Regions from separate parts of the Mus musculus genome. Here regions 2, 3, 4, 5 and 6 are each linked to region 1. Evidence: chromatin contacts called from public ChIA-PET, Hi-C, HiCAR-type and promoter capture Hi-C data. All regions are on one chromosome and are shown on one strand. The core of a region is the stretch at or near the end of the contact, and the rest is flanking DNA. Distances in the headings are between cores, read along the strand shown. Region 1 holds the start of Pigc (phosphatidylinositol glycan anchor biosynthesis, class C). Region 2 holds the start of Cenpl (centromere protein L). Region 3 overlaps Ankrd45 (ankyrin repeat domain 45). Region 4 holds the start of Klhl20 (kelch-like 20). Region 5 has its middle 37 kb from the start of Tex50. Region 6 has its middle 58 kb from the start of Prdx6.

Region 1 (2,700 bases), core at 41-2,540:
GGTGTCTGTTACACGTTGAGCACACATTATCTCATTCTTTCCTCAAATCCAGGTTGGCTCAATCTCCCTCAGGGACGTCCATGGGGTTCTGGTTCTTGATAAATCTGTAGATTAAGAACTCTCTGGAAATGCCATGCTGATACCCTACAGAACTTTCCTTGTTTACAAAGCCTTCAGTACAAGCTGAGCCTGCATTAGATGAGTTTGTCCTGAGGGTCAGGACAACACAGCTAAATTCCTAGAAGAGAGAACTGTAAATATATGGAAGCTGGCATCAGATACAATAAAAAACAACTTGGCTTACTGAAAGCCTAGATAAATTGTGTCTGGTGACATAATGCGGCATTAAGCCTTCACATTTTAAAGTGTAGTCTTAATAATTGATATCTGCATCTAACTCAGAATGTTAAATGTCTTATGCACCTTCTTTAACTGTCACAGCCTTACAAGTTAATACCAGTTATGAGTTTACCTAATAAGACATCTGAGTTTCAAAACAGTAGAGTATTTAGGTCCCAGGCTAACAGCGTGGAGCCAGACCTCCTACAAAAGTCTAGTGTCAAAGTCTCTGCTTCTGGTCGTCCTTCTCTAAGCCAGTCTTAACTTGGGCATTCATACACTCTAAGGTTTATACTATTTTTGCATGATTATATTTGCAACTTACGCAAATTTATAGGGACAGAATCCATCCATAGCCGTTACTAGGTCCCCAAAGGTATCTGAATAAGTTATCGGTCGAATGACAATAACCTGCACCGTACAAAAGGGCATGATCTCTCTATAGTTTTAGCCCAAACCAAGAACTCAAATCTTTTTTGTTCATTAGCTGAACTTACTATCCTTTAAAGTGCTATATCATCCTAATTAACTGAAACAGCAAAACTCTAGCGCAGGATCAAGAAAACAATCATCCCAGTCGTAAACACAGAGGTCATTCAGCAAATTCGAGAAAGAACTTCCTGCCGGACCGTCTGTATTTTTCGTGGAGGCTAGGATAGACCTTTGCTTTAAAAGCCGTACACCCTGGAGTCGGCCCTCACGCACTGGGACCTCGGGATTTGAAAGGTCCCCGTCACCGGGCGGCGAAGGGTCTTGGGCTACCACTCACCCAACCGGCCTGCCCCGCCCGCCGCTGCCGACCCCCGCCCCAGCCTTGGATCAGCCGGAAGCGCTCACAGCGAAGGACGCCGGAACCCACCTGCACCAAGCTCTTTAGGGGGGTGCACGACCGAGAAGAGCGGCCGCCTAGCTACTTCTACATCCGGGACGCCGGCTTGGAAGGGGACTACTGTGGAGGAGCACTTCCGGATCCGCAGCACTCGGCGGCCAAAGCGTCCCGCCCCGAGACTCCACACCGCGAGGTCACTGCTGCCCTCTACTGATTGCTCCTCTCCTGGCAATCTGCTCCTAGTGGAATGCTAAGCCTGGGAAGCAAATCCCTCAGTGGGAATTACTTCACAGGGTGTGGAAGGCAGGAGAAGGCAGGAAGAGTCGCGGGGCTGGTGGAAGACTGGTAACTGCAAGGTTACCATGACATGTGTTGACAGGCTCTCAGCCAAGGGACTTTCCATGCATCCAAACCCTCCTCCTATAGGTGCCAAACCAGGCTTCTGGTATTCACCAAAAAAAAAAAAAAAAAAAAAAAAAAAAAAAAAAAAGGGGGGGGGAGTCGGGGAGATCCCAGATCTCACATAGCATCCTGTGCGTTGACTTGCACAGAGACGATGCGATCATTAGTTTGTTTTTGACCAAAGTCAGGCAGCTGGTTAGTAATTGCAAGTAGATCAGAAATATCCAAATGTGGATGGCTCCAAAGCTGGATCCTTTCCTAGACTTTGCCACCTAAAAGAGATGAGGGTGGAGAGCCTTTGGGACGAGAGATTGCTGATTTTCAACTGGGGTCTTGGAAGTGTCACAGGATTTATAAATAGATGGAAGCTCGAAGAATTTAAAATATAGAGACTGTTAAATAGTGTGGACACAGAGGCAGAAAGCATGAACCCATTTATTCATATTCACACTATCTGGGCTTTGAATTCTTTGTCTGTAAAAGAAAGAAGGCGCTTATTTGTTCTTGGCCACCTTATGGAATGGTTGGAGGACTCTCGTGTTAAAATAGTTTGCAATGTATTGATTGCTGTGTGGTTGCTGTTAGCTTACTTTGCTTATTGTAATACCAGCACTGGTCAAGTATTTTAACTTTTTTTTAATATTTTGTTTTTAATTATGTCTACATATGTGCTCCTGACTCCAGGTGTCTGTGGAGGTCAGAAGAAGGTGCTAGGTCCCCTGCCGCTATAGTTACAGGCAGTCATGAGCTGGCTTGTGGGTGCTGTCAACTAAACCTGGCTTTTCTCCAAGAGGAAGGAGTGCTGTTAGCCACCAAGGCATCTCTCTGGCCCTGTGACTCCCTTTAAGATTTAGTCTTCGGAAGTGTGATAAACTCTGCAACCTGATCTCTTTCCATTTCTCTCTCTGTAGGCTTTTGTTCCAAAGTTTGACAAGATTCCTTGGCTGAGTGAGGCCAGCCTGGTAAACAAACCATTGATCCTGAGCATCCCCAGAAGGTAACTTCCCAGCTTCTGAGGACAGAGCCTTCGAGGCAGAGCTCAGTGGTTGTACTCTTAAGGTGGAGAGGTGCATGTGCCCTGTTGAGAAACCAAGTCGAATGCAAAAAAAAGAAAAAGAAAAAGAAAAAAG
Region 2 (2,700 bases), core at 192-2,691, 900 kb after region 1:
TTTTTGACTTTACAAATTCTTCCTGTCCATAGCAGCCATGCAGGTCCCACTTATCCGAACCCCTCTGTTAAAAATCTTCCATCAACTGAACTTTCCTTCAGAAGGCAGCGTCTTCCCTCTGCCACCACCTCCTCCCGTTCTTCTCCCCACTTGTTTGCTATTTAGATAGGAGTCTTCATCAGTTCTGTTTATACAGAATCTTTCTTTAAAGTAGGCTAACTAGTACAATAACTGCTAAGTATACATTACTTTTCAGGCATGTTTGTAAGCACTTAACAAAGATTAAGCCTTTAACGAATATTCTTTTGTTTGGGGGTGTTTTGTTTATATCGAGTGACAGTCTCTCTGTGTAGCCCAGGTTGGCCTAGAACTCACGGCAATTCTCTTGCCTCAGCCTCCCTAGTCCTGGGACATATCTGGTACTACTGTTCACTCCTCAAACGACCCTATTAGTAAGTACGCTGCTATGTTGCCAGGTGACTGGAGGGAAAGGTTCTACGAATTTCTCAATTCTTCGCCTCCTTTGACTCTTATGCCCGTGGCAAAGGGTCCTATCAGCCTCTTTCTAGTATCCACGGAACTATATCTCTCATCAAATTCTCTTGTACTCAGTTCCTAACACACAACTAAAACTCAGTAGTTTTTCTTGTGGTTAGTCCATGAAGAAAGTCCCTGAGTTAGTCACTGCAATATTGCCACAAAAGTCAACCCACTGCTCCCATACTAACGCTCACGTTGACGTTAGCTTCCGTTTGTACACATCTTAAATACACAAAAGCATTGCAAAGACAACAGTCACACAACAGAAAGAAATGCAGTACACGGCCAGTCGAGGACCCAAAAGCTCTTACCAAAACTATGTCGTAAAGACACTGTCATCCACTCCGGATTCACGAATCATCCTTCAAGTTTTGCTCCAAGACTACGTCGAGACGAAAGGTTTTGGTTTTTTAAGAAGAAGAAAGTGGCCAAAATGACTGCTTAAGAGAGAACCGAAGCAATCCCCGGTGAGTTCAGAAGAGACATCAGGAGTCCTGGAGTGAACCTAGCTTCCCTCAGGCTCGAGCAAGACCTGCGACTTCCCCCGGGAGAGACAGCTCGGCTTCCCAAGCTGCCCGGCTCTATGATCCTCGCTCTTCGGAAGCTGGCGCCGGCCCACGAAAAACAGGGAGTCCCCAAAGACCCTTCTCCGGAGCTCTCCGGGGATCAAAGGTAGACTTGAAAGTTCCGCTCGTCTAGGCGCTTTTCCACACACGCCACGCCCTCCAGTTTAAAATCATTTCCCGACTTGCCCTGCGGCCGACTCGGAAAGCCTCGCCTGTGGCCCTCCGATTTCACGTAACTGAAAGCAACTGAAGTCGTCATTTTAACTGAGGGCAAGGCTTGGAAGGCTTCAATCAATAGCCTCAAATTCCCAATCCCCTATTGCGCCGCGTTGTTCTTCCGTTTTCCAACCGGTGCGAAACTTTCCCGCATACTGCCGCCCACAATAAACATGGCGGAGGCGCCCTCGTCCTGATTGGCCGGAATCCTTGCGTAACTTTGGCGCTCGCCGGGCGTCAGAGGGACTGGCTTGTGGATGTGGTTTGTGTCTGGGTTTGAACCTCAGAGCTGTTTGGATTTGTTCGTCTTCACCTTTCAGGAAAATCCAGGATGGGCCGCCAGGTTTGGGAAAGTTGAAACACGAGGCTGCACCTCCTTATATTTCTGCTTATGCCCTGGTCACCTTCGAGATACGTGGGAATAAAGGGAGGACGCGCGCCTGGTGGCCGGCCTTCCGGCTGGGGCGCTCTGGCACTGGCGCTGCTGTTGAGGCATCTTCGGGGCTCAGCCTTGTTTAATTAAAGTGGGAACTGATGCACTGAAGGAAGCAAAGGCTTTCCCCCTACCCACTCACCTAAGGTCTCTGGAGACCTTGCAGGTCAATCTACTTTGTAGATACTAGAACGTTCAGCGGAGCAGGGTCTGGATGCATTTGCGTGGGAACTAGAATTTTAAGGGTTCCCAGGTATTCCGAAAACCGAGTTTTGAGCACCACCACACCTGCAGCGTGGGATTCGTGATTGTCTCTCCGGATCCCGGGACTTCAACATGTATCTTGGTTTTTGGTTAAGTCGTCTATGCAGGGGTTTATCCAGACCCATCGGGAAGACCATGCGGCCAATCTGGGGTTCTCTTTCCAGAAATCTGGCGTTGAGTTCACAAAGAATTCCAGGTGAAGGCAGCTACGAGCTTCCGCCTGTTTTTGACAGCTTGTTTCCCTGATTCTAACTGCATTTTAATACCAGGTCATTCATTCTCTTGATTAGTTATAATTAAGGTCCCCCCCTTGATTATAAAAAAAAAGTAGATAGCCTGTGTAGTGTATACTATTAGTAGAAAAACTAAAGTAATAATTTAAATAAAATCTTTTCTAATAGTTTATTGATTTACAAATGATTGTTATAAACTATACTTGTACTAAAGTTAAATACTAACTGCACTGTCAAGCAGGTAATTTCTAAAATTATATGTCACTTACCAAAATGGACAGCTACCATTTTATGTCCCTTCAAGTGCTAGTTTATGTACAAGGTTTAGATTTTTAAACAGAAGGCAAAATTTTCCTTTGGGGCAGTTATTTGCTTGGGCCTTGACACTTGTGCAGGTAAACACAATAGGGATATTGTATAATCTAGGCTATTTTATAAACTACATCAG
Region 3 (2,700 bases), core at 55-2,554, 800 kb after region 1:
TTACAATACTTTTTTCCCAAACATAAACAGTGTACTTTATTAAAAACAAAACTGTAACACAATAACTTAGGAATGACAAATCAAATAACATAACAAGATACAGACAAAACTAATGAAGAGACATTGCTTCAGCTCACACTAGTGATCTCCTTAAACTGGAAAAGCTGCTAGTCTAGTGGTTCTGGCCTGATCTGCACAATACATGAGTGCAGAATTGGTGCAAAACAAAACAAAAACCTTTGTGTGAAGCCACCTTCAAATAATTGAATGACATCTCTCTAGGACCAGGGCTGGAGCAGAAATGGTTAAAGTGCTATCAGTGTTAAGAACTACAGGTCTAAAGTAATATTAAAAAATGTCCTCAAAACAAAATCAGTAAACTGACCAGATCATTTCTTTCATCTCAGAAAAGGGAGGAGGGTCGGGCAGCTGCTTCCTACTGTTCTCTATCCATTGTTTGGCTAGATTCGTTGCCTGTACTGTTTTAATAAACAGCAAATAGCGAAAGGTAAAACAAGCTACCCAAAAGGAAGTTCTCACTAGTTTAAATTTACACTCTTGTAAAACAAGGTTAGCTTTCAGAAACAATCTCACATTTTAACTTTGCATCGATACTCGTCTCCTATTTGTTCCACCAAGGGGATCCAATAAGATGTACTAGCAAGAATTTATTAGCCTCAGCTGTATAAACGTATTCATTCCATGCACCACAAATAAGCTTTGTGGTGCAAAGGAACATTTGACAGAACAAGTTCAGAAGACCTGAGTGTTTCCTCTGAAACTGTCAAAACCTCCTTTTCCAATATAAGCATCTTCAAAGTCAAGAGCGTGAACAAAACTTTTTTTCATTAAAAATGCAGACACAAAGTATTTTGCCTGCAGCTGTACCACACCCTGGACAGCTCTCCATTAGGAGATTCAGTAGTTATTTATCCCAAACCCCTTCCTCATTTTTCAGGTTTGAAAAACGGATCATGTCAAGTATGGAAAAGAACTTTTCCTTTAGGTCTCCTCAAATTCAGTGATCCCATTTCTTCAGATCCTTCTGTCAGGACTCCACGTCAATCTCAACTCCTTCATTCTTGTCCTCAAACTGTCAGGCTGTTTGCACTCACATCTTCAAGAGCTGCCAGATCAATAGGCGGCAGAGGGCTCCTCCAATACTGGAATGTATTATACTGCCCAAACTCTTCCTTCTGGCTGTGCACCCGTCTGCTGCTACCTGCGCTCTCTACCCTGTCGCCGCCTCCCGCCGCCCGGCTGACCCGGTGTTCCTCCTGCTCGCCAGGAGGTGGCTCTCGGGCTCCAGGTTGCACCCTGCAGCTCCTGTATGCGGTCCCCGCCGCCGCGTCGCTTGTGGAGCGCAGACGCAGGCTCCGCCCTGGTCCCCCGCGTCCCCCTGGCGCTTGAGGGGCCGAGCCGGTGGGACCCAGAGCGGCGGCTCCTCGGGGAAGTCGCTGGGCAGGAGCCGCTTCCAAGGCACGCGGAACGTGAGCGGCTCAGCCGCACGCCGCTTGGCCATGGGCCAGGGATGGGGCTCGCGCGGGCGGAGATTCGAACCTGTGCCCTTTTACAATGTTTAATGTTAAAACATCAGTTTGACATCTAGAGCGTGAAAAGTTAGACACTAGGTCAGTTCTGGCATATGATAAAAGTTCTATCATACGAGGCATAAAATGAGAAAACGTGTAACATAAAATTCTGTAATGAAGCTTCATTTATTCGGATCATACTGTCACCACGTAGCCCTACTTTTTGGAGTTAAAATGTCTTTTGTTACATGACAGTGATAACAGGCAGCAGTTGCTATTTTAATGTTACATTAATACCATACCTTTATATTTTTACATTTTTATGACCAATGAAACACAAAACCTAAAGAACTACCAACTAGAACTGATCATAACATTAAATTGCCTCCCTTTCAAATACTGTGGAGGCGTTCCTGAACTGTTAAGTGTGTGCTTTTTAAAAAGTCATTAGTCTATGCAAGGTCAGAAAGCACCATGCAGCTAATGAAATCACATCAAACTCACAGCATAAGGGCATCTAAATCTCCTATTGATCTACGTATAAGTCAGTGCAACAATAGGTAATAATTGATATCATCTCTAGCAAAACAGAAGTTATACATACACAGATTTAAGTAAGTATTCAGACCCCACATCAAAGGAGTCTCTGAAATAAGATACAAGGATGCCATGGGGCCACCAGGTCCATGACATTCAGAACTACACAGTTGGGAGCGGGCAGACAGAGAGCCACAATGTTTGCTGTGCGTATGGCTTGTCTGTGGTACACTGACATAGGCAAGGCATAAGCTAAGGTTGGGAGCATTTCTATAATGGTAATCCAACTTCGTAAATGAATGAAGAGGGAGTGAGTTCTGAGTACAAGGTAGGACTAAGCAATTCTAGGTACTGAGAGTAAGGTAGTACTAAGTGCGTCAATTCAACTTCTATTCCCCGACTTACTATTTTACAAGCTCTTTAGGTATGAGGAAGGCCCCCAACAAAAAAGAGGCCTCCTTTCATAAAGGATGTCAACAAAATTGTTGAAAATAAAGGATTTTCAACAAAAATGTCTTCCTTTCATAAAGATCTATATTCATTCACATGGAGAGAGAAGCATGTGAGTAAATTATACAGGACACCGAATGAGGCTAAGTTACACAGGACACAGAATGAGGCTTCTGGCGCT
Region 4 (2,700 bases), core at 186-2,685, 840 kb after region 1:
AGGACACTATTTCTCATCAAATGTCTAAAAGTTAAGCTCATTGGCCCCCAGAGTATTGTTTATTGCCCCAGACTCACACATTATAAAACCAGTTCTAAGTATATTTTCAACTAGAAATTTAGGATCCCTAAGAGGACGCCTATGGGATTGTAGGAGTTCTATAATAATTGGAAATGCCAGTTTTTTCATATGTTTATTTTTATGTATACTTTGTTAATTGGCATAAATATGAAGAGCTGATTCACACTGAACTCCTCCCCTTTAAAAAGAAACAGAGTAGTTGAAGCACAAGCCAGCTTACAGTGGGTAGTAGGTTAAGAAGGAATCAATGGGTTAAGAATAGGAAATATTACTTTCACCCTGGCTTAAAAGCCCATTTTAGTTACTAGCATTCCTTAATGTTTTTATAACTCCCTTGCTATAGAACTGTATAGCTATAAAGAATTAAAATCATGACTCATATTTTGGAAGAATCTGAGTCACTTTGAAGATGACTTTTAGACAATCTACACAAAAGAAACCTGAGAGGTGCACATATAAGATGCCATTTCAATGGATCAGAAAAATGTACATCTAAACTATTTTATACCCATCAGATTGGCAAAAAATTAAAGTTGAAAGTACCAATAATATGGACCAACGAGAATCCTTGAACCTTTCTGGAGGAAGATATAATATAATTGTGGCCAGAATCTAGAACCATTGTACACGGCATCAAGTTGTGGCTCTAACCCTTACAGGCTATGCTCCGTAGATACCCTTACCCTTTTGTAAGTTACATAACGCTTTGGTACCGACTGGAATGGCACTATCTGAAACATAATGCTACCACCATTTGGAAAAATGGTAATAAATCCTTCAATAAGAGAGATACTAGAACTGATAAACTAATACACAATGTTATATGCTAAGTATTTGATAATAAATGGGGTATCCATAGCTGTTACTAGTACATATATTATTTACTTATATATCACTGGTACATATGAAGAAAAAACTTGGCCAAATGACAAAGTGTATCATAGAACTAGAATTAGAAGTTGAATTTAAAGACCAATCATTCCCACTACAAGTTTATTAATATGAGGTATATTTCCTATCAAAAACAACTGCACAGAGTCTATAGATGTCAAATAAAGTTCAGCTAAAGAAATTTTGGTTAATAATAGCCTTGTATAGTTTTCAATACATCAGCAACAGACTTTTAGTTATATACTCAAAAATGAAACCCTCACCTCATACATATTTTATTTGGTTGCTCTCTAAGTATATTGTAAAAGTCAGATCGACTAATGGTACCAGTCCTGGGAAACGCTCAGCGAAAGGCACAGCTACTTCCGGAGCCATGACGGAACTACTTGCCCGAACACGTGCAGTTCCGTGGGAAGGATTTAGCCATCGGACCGCTTCCTGTTTCTGGATCTGGGCGGGTGCAGGGAAAGGAAATCGCTGCAGGAGCCGCATCCTGCCTGCGCTAGCGGCTCCAGAGGTGGAGGCAGAGAGGGCGGAGAAGGCAGAGAGGGTGCCGCAGAGAGAAAAGTGTCAAAGCCAGTAAGTCAGAGCTCTAGAGCACGGGATGGAGAACAGAGCCCTAGGTCTCGCTTTGCAGATCTATGAGCTCAACTTGCCGAACTGCCCGGCGGGGTCAGGGCAGTGCTTTCTAGGCTGCCTGTCAGTCGTGCCTCTAAGGGACGGTAGGGTTCCTCGGTCGGGCCTTTCAGGGCTCCAGGCTGCGCTGCTGCTGGCTGCCCGAGGTGTCTTGAAGCCAGGGCAAGGCTGTGCAATGCTTGCTGGGGACGCAGGACTCCGCATCCTGGACAGCTTCACTTGGAATTCTAAGGGAGCGAGCACTCTGCCTCCCATTTTCTCTCTGGAAGCCAGCAAGATCCTGGCGGTGAACAATATTTCGGCGACTAAGACGAGAGCTTGGGAGAGTTGTAGTCTAGAACTACTTTCCCTGCCCTTGTTCAAGCTGCCCGGGCTGGGCTGGTCGGAAGTGGAGTTGTTTTTAAAGGCAACCGCCTCCGGCCTGCTTGTCACTTCAGAATAAGTTAACAACCTTCGGATTCAGTGCTAAAACAATGCTTTTCCTATCCGAGTCACTAAATTAGTACTGCTGCTGGTATCAAGTGATTACTCTGCAAATATACTTGATGGTGAAGTTAAAAAATCAAAAAACTCCCCAGGTGCTTCTTGAGCAGAAAACACCAACTAGCGATCATGACTATTTTGATCCTGACTGCTTTCCCAGTCACCCTCACATTCACATATAATCTGTCACCTTAGCATCTTTAGTTAGTGATAGTCCTCTTAAAGGCATTACATTATGATTGCGCATCTACGCAAAGATTACATTAGGATGTAAGATTCCTGATTACAGACGAAATGAGTGAAGTGATTATACAAGTTGCTGGAGAACTCGAACAGTTTTTAGTAAGCTACTACTTCTCTCTTGTTGAAGGTACGGCTTTAGAACACGGTGAAGGATACTTTTCATGGTGCAGGGAAGGAAAGCCAATGCGCAGGTAAGCCTTTTTAAGAATATGAAACATTGATTTCAGTGATTGAAATTAAGCTTCTACTAACAGTGCATCGTTTACGATTATTTATTCACAAACCTTAACAAATCCTGCTTGGAATTAATCGTTCTTGTTTCAAGTAAATCGAAACTAGTAATGTCAGAAAATAGCAACTTCGTTT
Region 5 (2,700 bases), core at 65-2,564, 770 kb after region 1:
GGGATGTGACCTCCCCTTTCTCCATTAATGTCCCCACGTCTGCAAAGCAGGTGTTAAGTGGGGTGAATAGCACCTCACATCCTTATTGCAAGCATTAACTTAGATGATATGTTCCTTGGCATATGTGCATGGCAATGGATGGCCACTCTTGTGATTCCAGTATTAACCACTGTTGTGACTACTACAGTACTGATTTTAATCCACTGGTCTACCACTTATCAAAATTCTTTTCATTTATCTATTCACTTAACTTCACTTTGGATATATATATACATACATATACATATACATACATATATATATATATATATATATATATATGCACTTTCCTAACGAATTTAACTTCAACAATCAAGTTGAGTAAAGCTAACAGTTCTGCAAATGTTTTGATAGGGGACAACTGTCAAACTCTTATTTCCAGTTTCTTTGAGTACATGCTAGTTCTTATTTTTGTCTGATATACATATATATATATATATATATATATACACATATGTATATGATCTTGATTTATTTATTATCATATATATTCTTGCTGAGTTTTAAACACATTTTTATCAAATGTTTGTGTTTCTTTTTTTTAAATAAAGCTTATTCTTGTAATTAACTGCATCAGTTCTTAGCATGACTTCAAATATATTTCTGAACACATTCAAGAAATTGATTTTTTATAAAGTTACTGACTACCAATTTCCATTTCTTTTTTTTTTTAAGATTTATTTATTTATTTATTATATGTAAGTACACTGTAGCTGTCTTCAGATACTCCAGAAGAGGGCATCAGATTTCATTACGGATGGTTGTGAGCCACCATGTGGTTGTTGGGATTTGAACTCGGGACCTTCAGAAGAGCAGTCGGTGCTCTTAACCACTGAGCCATCTCGCCAGCCCCATGTCTGTGTTTCAATGACTTGAGCCAAAGTGACGGAACATTTTTGGTTATATTGATAAATGAAAATAAGGAACTTGTATTGTTAATTATGTGAGAGTCCCATCCCAACTCGAAAACGTGTGTGTCTGGGCTGGGAATCCTCTAACGTGAAAGGGAGGCTGAAACGCCTTCTGCGACCCGGTCCTGGCACTCTGCCCTTGGCTATCATCCATTTAATCTGTCTAAGGGGACACCAAATATTGGCTGCAAACACCTCCATTCCTATTAGGAAGAAGAAATGAACCAGCATTTATGAGCCACCCTGTCTTGAACACAGTAGGGAGCTGGCAAAGGCTCAAAAACAAGTGTCTGGGATTGGGGAGAGAGACACGCCCCGCCCCCCTCCAGGAACAACTGTCACTCAGAAGGAGGTGGGAGGAGCTGTGTACACAAGGAGCTCTTGCCAGTCCCTAGGGTAGCCGCAGCTCACAAGCATAGCAAGCTTCATTAATGCATGCAGTGCCTTACACAAATGGAGTATTGTTAGACCGATTGTATAGAAGAGACAAGCTTAAAGAGGCTAAGTATTTCCCAACGTTGCTGATTGACGGAGTATATCTGGATTCTGTCTACTCAAAAACACATTGAGAAGGAATGTTGGTTCATTCGATCAGCACGTATTAAATTACTGTCGGGCATTTGACCAACTCTAAGCTTGGCTGAAAGGAGGAAAAACTAATCGAGTGAAGAGCTGACTATGAGCGCCACTCATATTCAAGAGGCTCACAGTCTGGTAGGGAGGTGGAAAAACTGAAGTAAGGCATCCACAAAACTTTCACAAAGGAGCAAAGAAATAAAGCTGAAGGAAACGAGCATTCCGTGAATGTTTTCGCTAGTTTGACTGGCTCAGGGCAGTAAGCAACCACTAGGTGGCGATATATCTACAGGAAAAAGAAAACTGCCTTTCCTTAGCTAGAGGTGTAAGAGACGGCTGAGATCTTCATTGGTTAAAGTTGCTCCAGTGTATGAGGGGAGCAAAAGCAGTTTGGTCATAGTTAATATGGTTCCTGGGAGCTGAAACACCTCAAGTCCCAATTTTACAAAACTGAACTAACGGAAGGCCCACTGGGGCTGGGTACAGTTACTCCTGCAACTTACCCGATGCCCCAGCTTCTCTTCCTGACACAAGCACTCTTGATCTCCCCACTCTCGTTTCCCACCTTCTAGATTCAAGAAAAGATCGCTATTTGAAAGGACCTTTTAGTCTAGTGAGTGAAGGATGACGAGCTTGGAAAGCCCTCGGGAACTTCTCCGCCAACTTTTCCCATTTTATGGGGTGAGCAGCTCAAGAGTCCAGACAGAAACAACTCCATGACGATTCCGCTTCTAGGGCACTGCCATGGACTTACTGTAGGGTTAGAGAATAGAGCTCAAAGGGCTAAGAGTACCCAGACATAGGAGCGCAAAGACATGAGGTTACAATGAGAGGCCAGGAGAGAACTAGATCTGACAGAGAGGTGATGTGACAAAACACAAGTGGGTGGGTGGGGGGTGGTAACAGACAGGAGGAAGACATGAAGCAGGGGAAAGGAGCAGGGCAAACCAGGACTCCCAGGCTCTCTAGTAGGATGGCAGTTCTTGTGTTTGTTTGCCTTACCAAGGTAAAACGTCATGTACACCAGTGAGAAACAGAGAACAACGTTCGTCAGTGTGTTGCTAAAGAGGTCGGTCAATATAATCTGGATGACTCTCGTACACCAATAGCCACATATGGTGCTTCCAAAAACATCAAAGCTGAGTCCGATGATTATGTGTAACTCTAAACATAA
Region 6 (2,700 bases), core at 62-2,561, 660 kb after region 1:
CCCGACACACAAAGTAAAGAACTGAATGTAGCCATCACAGGCCCTAAGTACACAAATCAGGAAAGCCACTAAAGTGAAGGCAGCTGGGGAGGCCATTGTGGATACTTACCCAAAGAAGGGACGACTCCAGCAGAAACTACAGGGAAAACAAGTGTGGATGCACTCAGCCCACCCACTACACTCCCATCCGAGACTGTAACAGCCAGACTCCAGATTTCAAGGACCTGAAACAACACGCCATCTTTTTATTTCCCATTCTTCGTTTTTTTCTTCGTGTGTGTTTGTTTTTCCACTTCATGATCCTTTTTTTTTTTAACTTTCCCTAAAAGTTTGGTAGAATTTTTACTTTATTGTATTTAAAAACGTTTATATTTTATTTCTTATTCCCCTTCATACACATAGCATAGTCACTTAATTTTATCCCCACAATATTCTTCATTTAGAGTGCAACCTCTTATTCTCTTCTTTTAAGACTGCCTTTCTCCTTTATACTCTCTATACTTAACTATAATTGTATCTTGATCTTACAACTCATGATTTATATTTTACTTCTTATCTGGCATTTGTCTAATTTTGATCCCAGTCTTTTCTTGGCACTGGGGGGATTCTGTGTTTTCTTTTTTTAATTTTTTTCTGACCTCTTGATCTTTTCTATTCCCCACCATGTTGGGGTTTTGTTGTTGTTGTTGTTGTTGTTGTTGTTGTTGTTCCTTTTCTTTTTGTTCATTAAACCCGTTTTTCTTCCATTTTTCCTCTTTCCTTACCTTCTTTATCTCATTTATTATTTCCATACTTAGAGCAATTAATGTGCAGAACATAGCATGCTTTAATTTTGGCATTCTTTATTGCCCAGTGATAACTGCTGATTGTAGGTTTAAGTATTCCTAAATTTTTACTTTTTTTTTAAAGAACTATTTTATTTCTAACTATGTATCTGTGTGCATATGAGTATATGCACATGAATTTGAGTGCCCTAGGAATAGCAAGCTGTTGAATTCCCTAAAGCCAGAGCTACAGTCATGAGCCATGGAGCATGGTACTAAGAACCAAACTCGGGTCTTCTGTAAGAGCGGCATGAGTTCTTAACCGCTGAATTATCTCTCCAGAAGTACTTCAGTATTTGACTTTCTGATTCAATATGATTACAAGAAAGAACCAGGTTTTTGTGGTCAATCAATAACAAAACTGAACACCAGTATCAGATAACATCGAGAGGGAAGTGAAAAGGTGAGTAGCTTATATAAAACAGACCTTAGAAAGGAAATCATCCCAGCCAGGAGACTGAGTAAAAGTCCGATTCATTTCATGCACTGACTCTGACTTTCTGTGTCTTAGACACCACAACAGTAAAGCAGCAAATCATACCAGGGCACCACTGCAAACCACATCAAAACCCCAAACAGCAGTTTTGAATGTCAAAAACATTCACTTCCTTAAAAACAACTTTCTTATCTGGGTGTAGTATAAATCCACGTAGTAATTCCAGAACAGTGGAGGAAAGGCCAAAACTTGAGTTTCAGACCATCCTGGGCTACAAAGCAAGACACTGTCTGAAGAGAATACACACACACACACACACACACACAGATGCAGACAGACACTCACACAGATGCACACACATAGACACAGACACACATATATACCCAGACACATACATATACACACATGCACACATACAGACACAAATGTACACATGTACACACATACACATGCATACACTCAGGCACACATACACACAGACAGGCACACACATAGACACAGATGCAGAAATACACACAAACACATGCACGCACACACACATTTCTTTACTCATGTTTGAATGTAGTATTTCCTAGACATACATATACATGTATACAAACATGATGAAAATGTTCAAAATACAATCAAGAGATCAACTATAAAAATTCTCAGTTAGTAGGAAATGTATAAAAACTAAAGGTATAACTAAACTATTCAATAAAACAGATTTTTTTTTCAATTTAAGAGAAAAATGGATTTCAAAACACAAGGGGTATTTAGAACTCTGCAATACACATCACTGGAGAAGAACATCTCCATGATGTGTTATAGTTAAGATGTCAGAACAAGAAGCACAGGAGCAATATTAAAAGCTGTAAAGGGAGGCTATCGAGATGGCTCAGTAAGAGCATTGACTGCTCTTCCAAAGGTCCTGAGTTCAAATCCCATAATGAGATCTGATGCCCTCTTCTGGTATGTCAGATGACAGCTACAGTGTACTTATGTATAATAATAAATAAATCTTTGGGCTGGAGCGGGGGCTGACTGGAGCGAGCAGGGTTGACCTGAGCAAGCAGAGGTCCTAGAAATTCAATTCCCAACAACCACATGAAGGCTCACAACCATCCGTAGAGCTACAGTGCACTCACATACAGAAAATAAATAAATAAATCTCTTTTTAAAAAAAAAGCTGTAAAGGGGAAAAAATACCAATTCACCTACAACAACAAACAAATCATCAGACTTAGAAGACAAGAAAAGAGAGGAATAATGTATTTCAAACCTAGAAAGTAAATAACTACAAACAAGATTACTGTATCCAGAAAATCTTTTTAAGTTTTAATTTTTTAAATTTTTCATACAGTATGTTTTGATTATATTATGTCTCACAACTCCTCCCAAACTCCCTCCCTACCCACCCAACTTCATGATATATATCTCTCTCGGTGCTCTCTCTCTCTC

What was found. Promoter capture Hi-C pulls out the DNA fragments that hold promoters and counts their contacts. Hi-C and Micro-C count contacts between places; a contact is called where the count stands out from the background. ChIA-PET counts read pairs in DNA pulled down with a chosen protein or histone mark. HiCAR-type assays count read pairs that join an accessible place to other places.
Region 2: a contact with region 1 is called in an RNA polymerase II ChIA-PET map of memory CD8 T cells, with 8 read pairs. The contact joins the promoter of Cenpl here to the promoter of Pigc in region 1. A contact is called at or near these places in 2 of 39 promoter capture datasets (the HPC-7 cell line and pre-B cells) and 4 of 115 datasets of contacts at active chromatin or transcription factors (astrocytes, bone marrow-derived macrophages, large pre-B cells and 1 more).
Region 3: a promoter capture Hi-C map of hippocampal neurons shows a contact between it and region 1, with 2.9 times the contacts expected there. The contact joins the enhancer-like site here to the promoter of Pigc in region 1. A contact is called at or near these places in 2 of 39 promoter capture datasets (hippocampal neurons and pre-B cells), 1 of 115 datasets of contacts at active chromatin or transcription factors (large pre-B cells) and 1 of 9 other capture datasets (embryonic stem cells).
Region 4: a Hi-C map of uterus shows a contact between it and region 1, with 9 times the contacts expected there. The contact joins the promoter of Klhl20 here to the promoter of Pigc in region 1. A contact is called at or near these places in 4 of 39 promoter capture datasets (embryonic stem cells, hippocampal neurons, liver and 1 more), 6 of 484 Hi-C or Micro-C datasets (the Ba/F3 cell line, CD4 T cells, CD8 T cells and 3 more), 5 of 115 datasets of contacts at active chromatin or transcription factors (the SCID.adh cell line, bone marrow-derived macrophages, large pre-B cells and 2 more) and 2 of 9 other capture datasets (adipose tissue and liver).
Region 5: a HiCAR-type map of astrocytes shows a contact between it and region 1, with 3 times the contacts expected there. The contact joins the enhancer-like site here to the promoter of Pigc in region 1. A contact is called at or near these places in 3 of 39 promoter capture datasets (the C10 cell line, hippocampal neurons and pre-B cells), 1 of 15 datasets of contacts at CTCF or cohesin (large pre-B cells), 2 of 484 Hi-C or Micro-C datasets (the C10 cell line and the G1E-ER4 cell line) and 4 of 115 datasets of contacts at active chromatin or transcription factors (the SCID.adh cell line, astrocytes, embryonic stem cells and 1 more).
Region 6: an RNA polymerase II ChIA-PET map of memory CD8 T cells shows a contact between it and region 1, with 13 read pairs. The contact joins the enhancer-like site here to the promoter of Pigc in region 1. A contact is called at or near these places in 1 of 39 promoter capture datasets (stem cell-derived epiblast-like cells), 2 of 484 Hi-C or Micro-C datasets (CD4 T cells and the G1E-ER4 cell line) and 4 of 115 datasets of contacts at active chromatin or transcription factors (embryonic stem cells, large pre-B cells, memory CD8 T cells and 1 more).

The regions. Positions count from the first base shown.
Region 1 is chr1:161,967,778-161,970,477 of GRCm38.p6, reverse strand. Pigc (phosphatidylinositol glycan anchor biosynthesis, class C) reads right to left here and starts at 1,290. Exons shown (of 2, transcript NM_001039045.1): 1 at 1,199-1,290; 2 at 1-238. The coding sequence starts at 27. 4930558K02Rik (RIKEN cDNA 4930558K02 gene) reads left to right here. Exons shown (of 7, transcript NM_001204904.1): 2 at 2,482-2,567.
Region 2 is chr1:161,069,508-161,072,207 of GRCm38.p6, reverse strand. Cenpl (centromere protein L) reads right to left here and starts at 1,441. Exons shown (of 5, transcript NM_001159930.2): 1 at 852-1,441. Dars2 (aspartyl-tRNA synthetase 2 (mitochondrial)) reads left to right here and starts at 1,548. Exons shown (of 17, transcript NM_172644.4): 1 at 1,548-2,215. The coding sequence starts at 2,092.
Region 3 is chr1:161,169,500-161,172,199 of GRCm38.p6, reverse strand. It overlaps Ankrd45 (ankyrin repeat domain 45), which reads right to left. Exons shown (of 8, transcript NM_001368766.1): 8 at 1,693-2,700. It also overlaps the pseudogene Gm51252. Among named protein-coding and RNA genes, the nearest start is that of Tex50, 12 kb to the right of the region's middle. Within about 2 kb of position 1,304, at least 46 of the 459 cell types and tissues checked have an H3K27ac peak or open chromatin away from gene starts, as enhancers often do. A contact at or near this core is called in hippocampal neurons, where this site is marked.
Region 4 is chr1:161,130,214-161,132,913 of GRCm38.p6, reverse strand. Klhl20 (kelch-like 20) reads left to right here and starts at 1,435. Exons shown (of 12, transcript NM_001039482.1): 1 at 1,435-1,551; 2 at 2,462-2,525. The coding sequence starts at 2,518.
Region 5 is chr1:161,194,790-161,197,489 of GRCm38.p6, reverse strand. It overlaps the pseudogene Gm6185. Among named protein-coding and RNA genes, the nearest start is that of Tex50, 37 kb to the right of the region's middle. Within about 2 kb of position 1,314, at least 272 of the 459 cell types and tissues checked have an H3K27ac peak or open chromatin away from gene starts, as enhancers often do. A contact at or near this core is called in the G1E-ER4 cell line, the SCID.adh cell line, astrocytes and 1 more, where this site is marked.
Region 6 is chr1:161,308,097-161,310,796 of GRCm38.p6, reverse strand. No RefSeq gene overlaps it. Among named protein-coding and RNA genes, the nearest start is that of Prdx6, 58 kb to the right of the region's middle. Within about 2 kb of position 1,311, at least 27 of the 459 cell types and tissues checked have an H3K27ac peak or open chromatin away from gene starts, as enhancers often do. A contact at or near this core is called in memory CD8 T cells, where this site is marked.